Linked DNA regions of Mus musculus: region 1 is linked to region 2. Evidence: chromatin contacts called from public promoter capture Hi-C data. All regions are on one chromosome and are shown on one strand. Each heading gives the region's core, a stretch centred on a gene start, on an enhancer-like site or on the middle of the called end of the contact. The rest is flanking DNA. Distances are from core to core; before and after follow the strand shown. Region 1 has its middle 10 kb from the start of Gm33189. Region 2 overlaps Pdlim5 (PDZ and LIM domain 5).

Region 1 (3,951 bases), core at 231-2,730, 110 kb before region 2:
CAAGAAACACAAACCAGTGGATCACAGAATGTCAATAGACCCCAAGCAGGACCTGTCAACAGGTCCACATCACAAATCCACTGATGGGGGCAGCTGGCACTGAGCTGGAGGCATAGGCCAATGAGAAAGTCCTGCAAGGGTGCCAGTCCTCGGGAGGACAGGGTGTTGCTTTTGTTTGCAGGTGCAAGTAGTGCATGGCTGTAATGCTAGTACTCAAGAGGCTGAGGCAGAGGATCATGGGTTTCAGGCCAACCTGTGTACAAAATGAAAAGTACCCAGTCCAAAAAAACAAAAAAAAACAAAAACGACAGAGAAGATAAAAAGACATTACGCACACATGTATATTAAAGGCAGCCTGAATGGGGACAAAAAAGAAAACACAAAATTAGAAATAACAATACTTCTTGTCAGTGAATATCCAAGGGAAACGTCTTGAAACATAATTTTAATTTGTTTTGTTTGTTTGTCTGATGCAGAGGGATGTTGCCTAGGTGACTGTCCTGTTTCATCCTCCTGAGTGCTGGGATCATAGAACAATTATCTTTTAAAAAAGGGAAAACAAAGCAAACCTTTCAACCCAGGATTGACATGCAATGAAATTTAGTTCAAGAATGAAAGTCAACTAATGACATTTTCCTAGCAAATACAAGCCAAGCAGATTCATTGCCAGCAGACTTACCATGAAAAAAGAAATTAAATGAAGTTCATAAACAAAAAGCTACAATGATACCAAATAAGGACACGAAAAGAAAAGTCCCCTTCCCCAGGATATGGTCAGAGTGGGAAAAGCAATAAGGACAAGAGCAACAAAGACTCTCCCGTTTTAAAGCTCATCGATGTTATAGGATAGCTTAGTGGGTAAAGATGCATGGTTTGCAAGTGTGAAGTTCTAAGTTCAAGTCACAAGAACCCATCTTAGAGCTGGTTACATAGCAACAGTATCTGTAACCACAGCACTCCTACAGAGAGATGAGCAGCAAAGTCAAAAAAAAAAAAAAAAAGCCCCTGAAAATCTTAAGGGCCAGCTCTCTAGACTACGCAGCAAAAAAACAACAGCAGAGGCTGACTGACAAAGGCAGGAAACTAGGATCAAGGTTGTTTCCTGGCCTCTACTTGTGAGTGGGAGCACAAATGGGCCAACCCATCCCCCCTGTCCCCCATAGAAACAAATACAGTGTATACCAAAAACAAAAGGAAAACAGTTAATGATTTGAAAAAAAAATCACATTTTTACAAATACTGAGTTGGCATGGTGAGCTGGTGGCAAACCTTGAAATGAGAGTCCAGTATGGGGATAGGGTAGTTCTCTGGGAGAACACAAAAGCTATAGATCTTCCAGAAGACCAGCCCATGTTCCAGGAATTCCAGGGCTGTGATTACTAATAGAAGCCTGATCTTTTCACTATAGGAATCCTCTAAACTGTTCCTGACAGCTTTGGCTACTCTCTTACCTAAACAGAAAGAGTGATTCATCACTCTTGTCCGCTAACTGACTTCATGCTGAAGGCATCAGGTAATATGGCAAGCTGGAACGCTGGTAATTGCTACCTAGCTCCAAAGAGCAAACAAACAGGCCTGGTGGATCTAATGAAGGCCAACTGGTCCTGGTCTTGGGCTTCACTGGATAAAGGACAGACGACAAATACTTTTGAGATGGATGTGTGAGAACAATTTTAGAGCCTGAGGCAGAGCGTATCATGCTACAAGTGCAGCCAAGGGAGGCAGGGCTGGGGAAAGAGATGGGGCTTTAGAGTAGGGAACAAGTCGAGTCCCTGCCAGAAAGAAAGAAGGAGCTGAGGTTGCACCTGTCTGTTTTAGGGCCCACTAAATGCTTGAGTGGCTTTAATACCCTGCTAAGTATTTCATTCTGGTGGTTTATTTACCATCTGGTTACTTATTTGCCACTTGAAGACTTAATTCTTGTTACATTGTTACTAGTATATTTAGGAGGTTTTCACTACAAGTAAGTCAGGAGCAAGATTGTGAAATCTGAATGAACACAGATTTTATAAAATGTATAAAGAAGAGAGACCTCAGTGGTTGTCACAGTGCAGTGAAATCCCCTGGGGCCTATAATTCAAGCCTCAGCTGGTCTCTACATCTCTGACCACACATTTACCTCTTTTCTCTGCCTCACTCTGCTCTTGACTTCTGTGCGCTGCTGAAAGCATTACATGAACATAACGTTAGATGCCTTTTATTCTTTCCTGAGATGTTCATAGATGTTTACGTATCCCATTCTACTATATCACCCAGTAGCCTGTTTGCTTATACATCAGCTGTTTAGAAAACCCTTGTGCAAATATCACCCTTATGGGCCACACTATGATCTCGATCCCAGTCTTCTATAGTAGCTTGATTAGCATTTAGTGTTGCTTGAATGAATCTGTGTATCCTTCGGTGTCCAGAACATACACCAGAATCATAGCTTCTTGGAATTGTGGACTGTGTTTATCACTTCAGTCACATTGGATCAAGTACTCAATGAATGGATGAATAAATGAATGAATGGATGGATGAATGGATGGATGGATGGATGAGTGACTCTTAGAAATGATAAATACATAATTTAATGAAATGTTTCCTATTATTTACTTCCTATGTTTCTACTTTTCTGTGTACTAGGCACAAACAAAATTGGGCCTGAATATTGTTTTTCTTCGGAAAGGAAGCAAAGAAAGCACTAATCAAAAATAACTGAGCCAATGCCATTCCTGGTAATTAAAATACTGCCAACAATCCAGCACACTAGAATTAGTGATTAATTATGTGTTGAAAACTGAGTCCCAAAGTAGGTAAAGGGAAAAAATTCTAATGAGCATGACATTAATGTTTGTGTTCTTGCAGTGCCATTTAGTCTATTGATTCTGTTTAGATAGTTCTAAGTGTCTCCAAAAGACAGCAGGGTTCATGTGTGCCGACCGCACACGTGTTTGCTAGGAACAGTGTCCTGACTCTCTTCAGACTTTGCCAATGCCATTCTATATTGGGCTGGACACTCCAGCCCAGCTGGTTCTGGAACTCTGCCAAAGCCATGGATGTCTTCAAAGGCCTTTTTCAAATTGCAAGGCAGAGCTGTGTTCTCTGGGAGCTTATGTGTGTTCTTCTAGATGTGCATGGTGTCCTTTTCCCAACTCCAGCCATCACGCAAAGATGGCTTCAATCTATTTACAGCACAAGAACTCACTCCATAGCCCAGAAATGTGAATTCTAACCCTCCTTCCCAGCATTCTGTCCAGGAAAATGAGACACTGGAGTAAAAAGCTCCCCCATTAATCTCTCTCTGAGCATTTGTAGCAATTTAATCCAGGATTCTGCTGTACCGTGTGTATGCCAAGATGATACCAAGTAACAAAGCAAGACAGCTAGCTGGTGGAAGAAAAATGTTTTCTCTGTTTATGATTTCCAAAGAAATACATGTTTTTCCAGGGAATTTAGGATTTCAGTCTAAAACATCTTTGAGAATGGAATAACCAAAATCTCCATACACTTGGATGTTCTTTGAAAAGATTACATGGTCACGCGGTTCTCTTTTTACCAATTAAGCAAAAGAACATTCAGCACGCCGATAGCTTTAGGAATCACCTCTTGACGTGCAGTAATGCCATTTCTGAACCTGCACCTATGAAGGTATTGGACATCAGGAGTGAAGACACCTGACTTGCAAGCCTTTGCCTGCAGCATATGACATTGTAAACTCTGTCTTCTAAGTTGGTAATTGAAGGAAGCAAAGGTAGCATTGCCAAGAATCCCTGGCAACTGCTCCCAACAGGCCTGAAAGCCAACAAAAAACACCAAGGGTTTCTGGAGGTCAATGTTATATTTGGAGATATGACAACTGATTCATGCCAAACTCGAGCAATAGCAAGATTTACCAGAGTTAAGTGCTCTGGTACTTATTTAGTCCAACTTGTGTGAGGCCAGTTTGAGAGTGTGTCTGTTTGGTTCTTT
Region 2 (4,091 bases), core at 762-3,261:
ATTTTTATAAATGAAAATGTGTTTCTTGTATGCAGTAGTGTTATGCATGATGAGATCAGTTAGAATGCATGCTATGCTATATCAACTCATTGTTTTTCTTGAAGACATATTTGAGCTGCTAACATAGTGTTTGTCCTTTTAAAATCGGCTATATGTTTATGCACTTAATATATATTTGCATGTGTTTGGTGTGTTTTTGTGTATTTTTATTTTTATTTCACATAGGGTGAACCTAAGGAAGTAGTTAAGCCTGTGCCCATTACATCTCCTGCTGTATCCAAAGTCACTTCCACTACCAACATGGCCTACAATAAAGCACCACGGCCCTTTGGTTCTGTGTCTTCACCAAAAGTCACATCCATCCCATCACCATCGTCTGCGTTCACCCCAGCCCATGCCGCCACTTCATCACATGCTTCCCCCACACCTGTGGCCGCTGCCACTCCCCTCCACCTCTCTGCATCCGGACTGCATGTTAGTGCCAATCTTAGTGCTGACCAGTGTTCATCTCCACCGAACACTGGTAAACCTGCAGTTAATGTCCCACGGCAGCCCACAGTCACCAGCGTGTGTTCCGAGTCTGCTCAGGAGCTAGCAGAGGGACAGAGAAGAGGATCCCAGGGTGACATTAAGCAGCAAAATGGGTAGGTGGTCCAGGGTGATTTCTGTCCTTTTCAAAACTCTTCTTTCAGGTAATTTTTAGGAAACAATGTCCTTTCTCTTCAGCCGTTCTTTGAAGGAAGACGAAGTTCTATTTGCTGCACTAACAGTGGCTTTCATTTATTTACAAAGTACTGTACAAAGCAGTTACAAGTTAATCAGAACTTGATTATGCATTTTGGTATGTTCTGAGCATGTAACATACTCTACAACTCTGCCCTCCATGGTCCTACAGTGTTGAGCAGTTGGCACTTATAATGCAAGGCAAATCTTCTAATTTTGTTTCTCAAAATTTCCTTTTGTTTTTTTTTATCACCAAAGGTTTAAGCAGTATGATTGTAATTGTTCTTAGCATGCCTACACCTCCTTAAGGAGAGAGGAAATGGGTTTGTATTGATCTTTCCCTCCAGGAAGTAGTCTAGAAAGCTGAAAACAAATCACTTCTGACTCAAGTATCTGTATGAGGCAGCTTAGAGCATTTAGGGATTACATTTTAAAAACTGTTTTGAGCATATTAAACTATTCAAAGCCCCAAGTTTTATTGTTGCATATATGCTTTCGTAGCCATTATTTCTAGGTAGCTAATTTATTTCTTTTAGGTGAAGTTATTTGCAGGCAAAATGATCTATGCACAATTTTGTTTGGATTTGTTGCGACAAAATGTACTTTTAAAGGGAAATACTATGCACTTGTGATGGGCTTTGCCAATGCAAGTCTCCAGGATATTTATAATTAAAATAATTGTGTGTAGACCCATTCTGGGAGCTCTAACCCCTCTGGAATGTTAACTCTCTTAATGAAGAGGATGTGCTTTCTGTAATGTTGTTGCCATGACAGCTCCTGGGCTTTCAAAGAGGAGGTGGCAAGGCTCCAGGCTGCTGTACAGGGAGCAAGAAGAGCCACTGGTCGGTTATGTGTGGCTCTGTGGTTGTAGTTGTTTGTTTGTTTGTTTTTTAAGTATTGATATAGACAATGAAGTTAATTAGTGCCCTTTGAAGAATGTTATGTCTCCTTTATCCAAGGAAGAGAATATGTTTGTATGTTTGGCTGTATTTTTGTTGTATGTCTCTTTTTTGACAATAGATACTAGAATAATAAAACTAGGTAATCAGATGTTGCCTCTTGAATGCTTGTCCACGGCAAATGGAAGTATTTATTAAATTCTAGTTTGAGTAGACAGAAAGTTGACTGAAGTTGACATGTCTTAACTAAAACCTTTGCATACTTCTGGAAATGTTATACCCAGTATTTTTGAGGTAAAGGAAAAGTGAAGTTTTAGGGAGTACTGAGCTTACACTGGGCTTCAGCTGGGCTTGCTGGGCATTTCCTTAGTCATTGAGGTCAAGATGATTGAGAGCTTCTTTCAGGCAGATCTGGCTGTGCTCTAGTCCCAGGACCGTGGTGGCAGCTTCTTAATGAGTCTGCAAGCATTCACACAGCACATGCCTGCTGGTCAGCACAGTATAAAGCTGAGGATAAAGGGGATTATTACATGTTTTGCATCATTAACAAGCAAGCTACTGCTTTGCGTTGACAAACTGAAAGTGTTTAAAAATAGCTTGATTTCAAATGCTGTCCAGATGTTAGGACAGTAAGAACACAGTTTGGTGCCTGACTAATTCTAAGGTGGACATGAAGTGGGGATTTTTGTTACTGCATTTCGATTGGAGAAGTAAACAGCCATATACTTGACTAGTCGGTCATGGGTTTTCCTGAAGAGTTAGTGTTTTGTGGCATTGATGAGCACTTTCTCCATGTCACATGTGTTGTCCTGTTTCTGTCGGGTGTTTTACTGGTAGGTATCCCAGATTTTTATGACATCAGTAAAACAAACCTCTTGTAAACTTCAGAGCTATTAGTCTTTATTAATTACTTTTAAAATAGCACACACCAATGACCAAATGTTTAAAGGCTTAAGAGGAGACAGTTAGTAAATGGCTGAGTTGTCTTTTCCTCAAAGCATCTAGACTGCTGGTTTTTAAGTGATTTGAAATGACTGGCTAATTTGCCAGTTCTCTGAGTATCCCACCCACATTTGTGTTGAATCAACAAACTAAAGACAAAAGCAAGGGCTTATTGCATCATTATTAAGATAGAAACTAGCTATTCCCTGTATAGTAAGAAGTCTGGCTAGCATAGTGATAGTTCTGAGAGTAACTGTTAGCAGCTACATAACTGTTCTTATAACTAACAATGATCAAGGCATTTTAAAAGAAATTTAAATCTTCCTTCTGTGGATAAATTATTGCTCTTGGCATGCTGCTCCTCTCTGCTACACTTTTACTCCATGAAGAATAGAACAGGGTTTACATTCCTGACTAGAAACAAACTGCCTTACACGAAATAGATTAACTGATTTGCGTTTCACTGTCCACATGTCCTGCATTATAATGTGCCACTGCTCTCAGGAGGTAAGTCCTTTTGTGTATCCTCCATTAATTTCAGTCTTCTTTGGCTGCAACATTAACAGTTTGTATGTGGTGTTTTGAAGAATCAGCCTCAAAAGATGCAAACATTAATGGTGTATTCAAATAATGGTTTAAAATGCTTTTCTCTTTACAGAAAACACACGTGACAAAGTTAGTATCTACATTACTGGAAAGCAGATATGGTGATTTATATATGAATAAACAGCATGAATCCTCAGTTTTTGCAAAAATTAACTTAATTTTGCAAAAGATTTGTAATTTAGAAAAGCAGTGTTGTCAGTAAATTTGGTTTGCATTGCTGTTTTAGTGAATTGCCTTATAGTAGTTGTTGCGTTGCTAAAGCTTTGTAAGCTGTGTAAGATGGGTTAGGCTTGCTGTGCAGTGGCTAAACATCGAAATGCTTGGGGAAATTAATTTTGATCAGTCAGTCAACAGTGTCACAAGACAAAGATAAACTAAAAATTTTACCAGTAGTAAATAATATACTAAAGCTGAAGTATTTCCAAATTGATATCAAAAGCCAGTTATTTCTTATATAAAATAAAAACCTTTCTGATTTTTTGGAATATTAAGTCAGAAAATGTTACTGTCAGGTTTAGATATCTCTGTGTAGTGTGTTTGTTTATATGTCAGTTTTGGAGGGTTGATATGTTTTAAAATTACTCAAAAGACATAGTTAACAATTTGCTAAATTTTAGTCAGTAGGTATAGACATTGAAAAACCTGGCATTTTTGTTTTTCTTATTCATACTGACAGGAAACTGACTAGTGATGACTATCTTAAAAACTAGATTAAAATTGAGTTGTTATAACAACAGCTTAGCATTTTTGTATTAATTGTGCTGTGATTATTCTGAATATATAGAGACATTTCTTTTATTAATACACCACAGTAAAGTCTCTTTGGAAACAGGATATGTCTATCGTAAGACATATTAAAGAGAGTTAGCTGTTGAATTGTTAGAACACCTCCTTTCTAATTGCCTATAATCTACTTATTAA

The links. Capture Hi-C pulls out chosen DNA fragments and counts their contacts.
Region 1: a contact with region 2 is called in a promoter capture Hi-C map of adipose tissue. The contact joins two enhancer-like sites. A contact is called at or near these places in 21 of 484 Hi-C or Micro-C datasets (B cells, CD4 T cells, ECoMG-derived neutrophils and 15 more), 10 of 115 datasets of contacts at active chromatin or transcription factors (the NIH/3T3 cell line, T-cell acute lymphoblastic leukemia, embryonic basal ganglia and 6 more) and 5 of 9 other capture datasets (adipose tissue, embryonic tail, embryonic trunk and 2 more).

The regions. Positions count from the first base shown.
Region 1 is chr3:142,421,485-142,425,435 of GRCm38.p6, reverse strand. No RefSeq gene overlaps it. Among named protein-coding and RNA genes, the nearest start is that of Gm33189, 10 kb to the left of the region's middle. Within about 2 kb of position 1,480, at least 29 of the 459 cell types and tissues checked have an H3K27ac peak or open chromatin away from gene starts, as enhancers often do. A contact at or near this core is called in adipose tissue, where this site is marked.
Region 2 is chr3:142,308,676-142,312,766 of GRCm38.p6, reverse strand. It overlaps Pdlim5 (PDZ and LIM domain 5), which reads left to right. Exons shown (of 13, transcript NM_019808.3): 5 at 226-644. Among named protein-coding and RNA genes, the nearest start is that of Pdlim5, 85 kb to the left of the region's middle. Within about 2 kb of position 2,011, at least 66 of the 459 cell types and tissues checked have an H3K27ac peak or open chromatin away from gene starts, as enhancers often do. A contact at or near this core is called in adipose tissue, where this site is marked.